Regions from separate parts of the Danio rerio genome. Here region 2 is linked to region 1. Evidence: chromatin contacts called from public Hi-C data. All regions are on one chromosome and are shown on one strand. The core of a region is the stretch at or near the end of the contact, and the rest is flanking DNA. Distances in the headings are between cores, read along the strand shown. Region 1 holds the start of meox1 (mesenchyme homeobox 1). Region 2 overlaps etv4 (ETS variant transcription factor 4).

Region 1 (3,338 bases), core at 181-2,680:
AATATGTTAAGGGTCATCCTTCTAGTGCACGCTTGCTGTGAGGAGTTTTAAATAGAATACCTGTAATAAAAGTCTATTACTTATTTAAAGACACTTAATCCTATTCAGTTCTATCATCACTTACCCTCATATCATTCAAAAGCTTTATTATTATTATTATTATTATTATATATACCATTATTAGTATTATTATTATTATCATTATTATTAATTCATTAATTCATTTTCTTTTCAGCTTAGTCCCTTTATTAATTAGGGGTCAACACAGCGAAATGAATCACCAACTTACCCAGCACATGTTTTACACAGTGGATGCCCTTAAAACTATTATTATTATTTGATTTTATTATTATTATTATTATTATTATTATTATTATTATTATTATTATTATTATTATTATTATTGTGAAACACACATACTTAAAATTAAAATCACTAGGACCCCATTGACTTTAAATATATAGAGAAATATTAATGACTGATAGAATTGAGTGCTCTGCAAAAAAAAAAAATATCATTCAGGTTTGAAATGACATCAATCTTTTTGAATAAACATTGACCATTCTCACTATAACCTCAGCAAGGATGTTCTCAACCAGATCTACTCAAACCAACTAATGTTATTTTTGATATCAAGTAACTTGCACATTTCTCAAAAAAAAAAAAAAACAACCACATGACTATGACTGAATACCTCCAGTCATCATATCTCATTTGTTCTTGCCTACAGTGACTCACCTGTGACTTCTCTTTTCCGCTTGGAGCTTTTTTTTTCAGTGTCGACTGCAGGCACACTTTGAGGTGAATAGTCTCCCTCGAGACACCCAGTGACTGCTCCAGCCAGCCTGTCTCCCCCTGCACTGTCCATTTCAGCTCCCACTGCCTCAGCCGCCCCCTGGCACGGCTCTTGCCCTCTGCCTCTGGGCTCGCATGGAGAGAACTGCCACTCTGTCCTCTGGTACCCGCTGTGCGTCTCCGGATAGAGTCTGTCCTCCCGAGGGTACGCATGTGGCGCTGGCACCAGGCAGGAGCTGGAGAAGTCTGTGTAGGCCAGGAAGTCATGCTTCTGGTGCAGAGCAAACGGGGCCTGCTGGTAAGGCTGAATCCCGGCTCCGGAGCCACCTGAATGAGGACTCCTGACGCATCCCCATAAAGCGCCACCCGTATGAGGGCTCCGCATGCAACTGCTGGCTGACTGTTCCATACTGAAGAATTAGTGGAGTCCTTAAGGATGCAGCTTGTTGGGAAATATCCACTTCAGCATGTGCCTCCTTTGCAGAACAACTAGGAAATCAAAGACCTTCCTGATGCGGCCTTTCCTTGGCATAACACATCAGCTCTCAGTCTCTCATTTGGTGTGCAGGCTGACCCACTACATCCACTCGCAGCTCTACACACTCTTTTCACAGCTCGGAGACATTCCTGACAAGCGATCCCTCCTCCTTTTTAAACGCTTAGGTGGGAAAGAGTAGCAAGTTTATGGAGTGTAACGTGAGCTTGCAGAGGAGGAGTCCTGGGTTCCACATGTTGGTGCCCCCCAAAACCCAGCCCTGCCTCATATACTATTAATCATGGGGGATTTTATATGCACATCTAATGGGATTTCCAGGTGCTGGCTTTTTAAAGGAACATTGTCTGTAAAATATCAAATGAACACCCACACAGGAAAGTTGACCGGATTCTCTTTTTCTGCATCTATATCCCCAGAACACTTATTTTCACTTTTTTTTCAATGGTTTTATTTATTTTTTTTTGGGGGGGAATTTGCTCGTTTTTAGTTGTGCCTTTCTTTTACGCTGGTGCTCTGCGGTTTGTGTTATGGATGTGTGGAGTGGAGTTTCTCTCACACTTGTTAGAAAGGCCTGATTTAAGTAGTGATTTCTTCCACACCTCTTGCGCACACAAGCTCTATAGGGGAACAAACACACAAACATGCTCTAATTTGTTTTGACACCAGATTAGTTTAAATACTCATTAGCATCTTAATTGATTAAATAATTCATAAGAAATATGTCTTATTTTACAAACAAATGTATACCAACAATTACAGTGTTGCACATACACTGTAAAACCCAAAAAGAAAAGGTAACTCAAATTATTTGAGGAAACTGATTGCAACAAACCCTAAGTTCAAAAACTAATACTAATTTGAGTAAATTAAGCAATTTGAGCACAGTAAAACCCAATAAATGAAGAGAACTCAAACAAACCGAGCACTGTAAAACCCAACCAATTAAGTCAAACCATTTGCCAATGCCAAACTCAAACCATTTGAGGAAACCGATTGCAACAAACCATTTGAGTTAATAAACTAATCTATATGAGTACTGTGAACTTGCTCCATTAAAGTTGAAGTAATGAGGTATTTAATTAACTCATTACCTTCAACACTGAGTTCAAAACTCTTTTCAAATAAGTACAATTGACTCAGTAAATTGACTATACTCATTTCATTTGATGAAGTTGACTGTTGGGTTTTACAGTGTAGCAGTGTGTTGTGTACAGATTTATTATATGTTTTATAAAATGTAGTTTGAATAAATGTACAGTTTGGGGTTAGTCATTTATATTTTTAATTTATTAACTTGTATTTATTTGTATTTTCTTAATATAAATCTATGAGTTGTTTTATTCTCTCCCCGGAAACTTGCTTGAAAATACAGTGAAATCAGTACAATTGTGAGATATTACAATTTAAAATAGCACTTTTATATTTTTTTCTGTAATTGATTGACTATAATTGACTAATTTTAGAATCTTTAGAATTATTTGATGAACAAAGTTCAAAACAGCATTGTTTAGCTCATTTCAAAAACAAACACTGCTGCACTGTAAAACCCAGTAAGTTAGAGGAACTCAAACCGTTTGAGGAAATCGATTGCAACAAACCATTTAAGTTAAAAAAAACTAATCCTAATGAGTACCTTGAAGTTAATTCACTTGAGTAAACAAAGCAATATGAGCACTGTAAAAGCCAATAAATGAAGAGAACTCAAACCAATTACATTCTGTAAAACCCAATAAGTTAAGGCAACTCAAACCGTTTGAGGAAACCGATTGCTACAAACCATTTGAGTTTAAAATCTAATATATATGAGTACTATGAACTTACTCAAATTGAAGTAATGATATAATTAAAAGTGTTGATTGAGCATTAATGATGTACGCCTGCTGTTAACAAGCACAATCACTTAAGAGAAACACAAAACAACTGTTGTATATTATTAATGCTCAATCAACACATACTAAACCACTTAATGAACTCATTGCCTTCAACACAGCTCAAAACTCTTTTCAAATGAGTAGTATTAACTTTCAGTAAATTTTGAGTTAACTAC
Region 2 (2,942 bases), core at 385-2,884, 110 kb before region 1:
AGAATAGGTAAGTTCAGTCAATAACATATCACATCCAACATAGCAAAATATCTCTGGCCCAGCTCTGGCTCACACAATCAGCTTTTGCTTGGTTCACATGCCACGGTAAATTACAGTGTATGACTAGACTAAGTCTGGCTTCCAGACAAGGGCCAAACATGGACCATATCTGAGCCAAGTCTCAGCCAAGTTAATAACCCATAACTGGGCCTGAACTGAGCCAGATATGTTGGTGTGTCATGACTGCATAACCCATGAAGCATTGTCCTTTAGGTGCACTATGGGCATGCTTTTTCTCAAAGCCACTTAATTGGTAGAATTTTTTTTCCTTTATTCAAAAATAATTGAAAAAATATTTTAAATCTGGGTCAAGAGTCAAGACAGGCCAAACTTTCTTGGTCCACATATCCATTATTAGCATTTGGGCCTAATACTATATTTGATATCTGGCCCAAGTATTTTGTGCTGCCTTAAAGACGTGCCACCTCTGCCAAAAGACTGCCCGATGAATGCTTGCTGTGCCACCTTTATGCCAAATCTGGGCCAGAATTCTTTGCCACCTGGATAAACACTGTCACAATCAGTATATTTCTCACTCATTTATTACTGTTCCATTTCCAAACAGGTTAAATACTTTTGCCATTTTTTTATATTATAGGTTTAGCTTGTCCATTTGCTTAGAAGACATTTTTTCAAATGCAGCCCCTCCAGCAAGTACTATTGCCCATTCTTGAAGGGAAGGTGTATCTTTTGATTTTCAGCTCCTAAGAATTGTTTGTCTGCCAATTAGTAAACTGGTTTGGTTCCTGGATTTTATGTTTTTTCATTTATTTCATTGTCTGTCCAACCACCTAGTATAGACAGTGTAGGACATGTCGAAATATGAACATTTAAAACCAAGCAAATGTGTTCATGAACTCCATTTTAACATTTCAAACAATTTCTTAATCCTCCTGACACAAAACAGTAATGCACATGACACATGTTATTGTGTTATTACTGCAATTACAACTCTTTGATTAAAATAATGTGAAATTATTTTGATCTGGATTATATTTAATTTAGATAATATTATTATATTTGAATTATAATTATATTTGAATAGTTTTTTTTAAATAATTTCTTTCTTTTTTTACATAAATGATTCTAGTCTTTATATTTGAAGTATATGGGACCCCAAATATAGAGTAATGTAAATCTCAATCAGAGAGTTTAAAAAACAAGTGTTGAAGACCAAGAAATTAGAATAAAGCAATACCTTTTGCATAATTCCCTTCTCATAATAGTAACGCAAAGAGCGACTCAGTTTGTCATAGTTCATGGCTGGGCGGTTCTTCTGCATCCCCCAGAGTCTTGCCACCTAAAGTATGAAAAAAAGACAGTTCAAATCATAAGAGCAAGCAAGGACCGTATTGCAATGACATAATCTAAACACAAGAGGTCCCTGCTGACTGTACGACATCTAAACTATGAGAAGGAAGGGCGAGTCCCCACAAAAAATGTTTGTTCCCTTTTATATAACCAAATCACCATTAAACGCTGACCAAAAATCCCACACTATGAACAGGGCAAAATGCTAGTTGTCATACCTAGAGGAAATACTTCATTTTGAAGTTTCAACAAAAACTTCAAGGTTCAACTTGAGGGCCCTTGAAAAAACAAAACAAAACAAAACTGTTGCTCCATCTCGAGTCAGTATAGTTGTGGGTCTCCTGACATTTGAGGAACAGACTGTTTGTTTTGACTTCGACAGAGATCTAATCGCAATAGTAAAACTTTGGTTGTAATGAATGATTCATGCGTACAGTTGTGCAGAACTGATGGATGCATCTCTGCATGATCGTTTGCTGAGTCATGCCATTTAGCCGTCTACTGACCACAGACAATAGGAGGTTAACGCTCTTGTCTCGACCACTGCGGTGTGCTTAGACTCCGGCAAAATGGAAGGTTGTAATATTTGGTAATGGAGCCATTCTCCATTTTATTTCACTATGCTGTTAAGTGGGGTAAATAATGCATGGCAGCTAATGGAAAACTGGCATTGTGTTGATGTGTTCTTGGACCCTAGGGACTGATGAGCTGATCACGAGCAAATCTCTGAAACCCATTGTTTATTCTCTCTGTAGTTTGTGAAAGCTGAATAAATGCCACATCGAGCTGATCTGATTTTCATAACATCCTCTTAGTCTTTCGACTGATCCATTGGCATTGCTGTTTTTTGGTTAAAAACCATATTCTGCTTCCTGGGAACTTTTTAAAGTCTAATGTTTACCTCCTCTGGCTCAATGAGTTTGAATTCCATGCCACGGCCCGTCCATGCGATGAAGTGGGCATTGCTGGGGTCATCAAGAAGGGCAACCAAGAACTGCCATAGTTGAAGTGAGCCACGACGCTGATAGGGGGCACCTTCACGAAACACACTGCCCCCTTCTTGTTTCACCTCACCTAAGCACAGCAAAAGAGATCATACATTAGTTCACCTTTATTACACGTCTCTCTGAAATGCTAGATGCTGATTGGTCAAATATAATGACATTCCAAGGTATGCCATTCTCAGATAACTAATAACTAGTTGAAGGCTCAACGATAAAGACTGTCCGATGGCCCTGGGCCAGCATGAGAGACGCTCTGAACAGTAGACAGAATCGTTACTGGGCTGATCGGGCCAGTGCTGCCTTGTCACTAAAGTTTAATTCGCCTGTGACTACTTGTCGATTGCGTACAAATAAAAAAAATTAAGGAACAGTTTGTGCTTTTAAACCTTTAAATGCTACCTTCTCTGTGAAACACCGTATTGCTTTTCATTTCCTCTTATCTGATTGGAAGTTGTGAGCATGTTATTTTTTCGTAAGCTGGTAACAACCAGTACAGCAAAATGATGGCAACATGGCTGCAACATCAAATGATAAGTGTAACGTCTGTTTCTAATGTCTTGGGTACAA

The links. Hi-C and Micro-C count contacts between places; a contact is called where the count stands out from the background.
Region 2: a contact with region 1 is called in a Hi-C map of an unstated tissue, with 5 times the contacts expected there. The contact joins the enhancer-like site here to the promoter of meox1 in region 1. A contact is called at or near these places in 3 of 18 Hi-C or Micro-C datasets (caudal fin, hematopoietic stem cells and an unstated tissue).

Annotation. Positions count from the first base shown.
Region 1 is chr12:29,302,932-29,306,269 of GRCz12tu, reverse strand. It overlaps meox1 (mesenchyme homeobox 1), which reads right to left and starts at 1,430. Exons shown (of 3, transcript NM_001002450.2): 1 at 739-1,430. The coding sequence starts at 1,204.
Region 2 is chr12:29,413,258-29,416,199 of GRCz12tu, reverse strand. It overlaps etv4 (ETS variant transcription factor 4), which reads right to left. Exons shown (of 12, transcript NM_131425.2): 10 at 2,273-2,445; 11 at 1,259-1,360. All of the region lies in intron 1 of LOC141376814 (a long non-coding RNA gene), which reads left to right. Among named protein-coding and RNA genes, the nearest start is that of dhx8, 24 kb to the left of the region's middle. Within about 2 kb of position 1,634, at least 8 of the 62 cell types and tissues checked have an H3K27ac peak or open chromatin away from gene starts, as enhancers often do. A contact at or near this core is called in caudal fin, where this site is marked.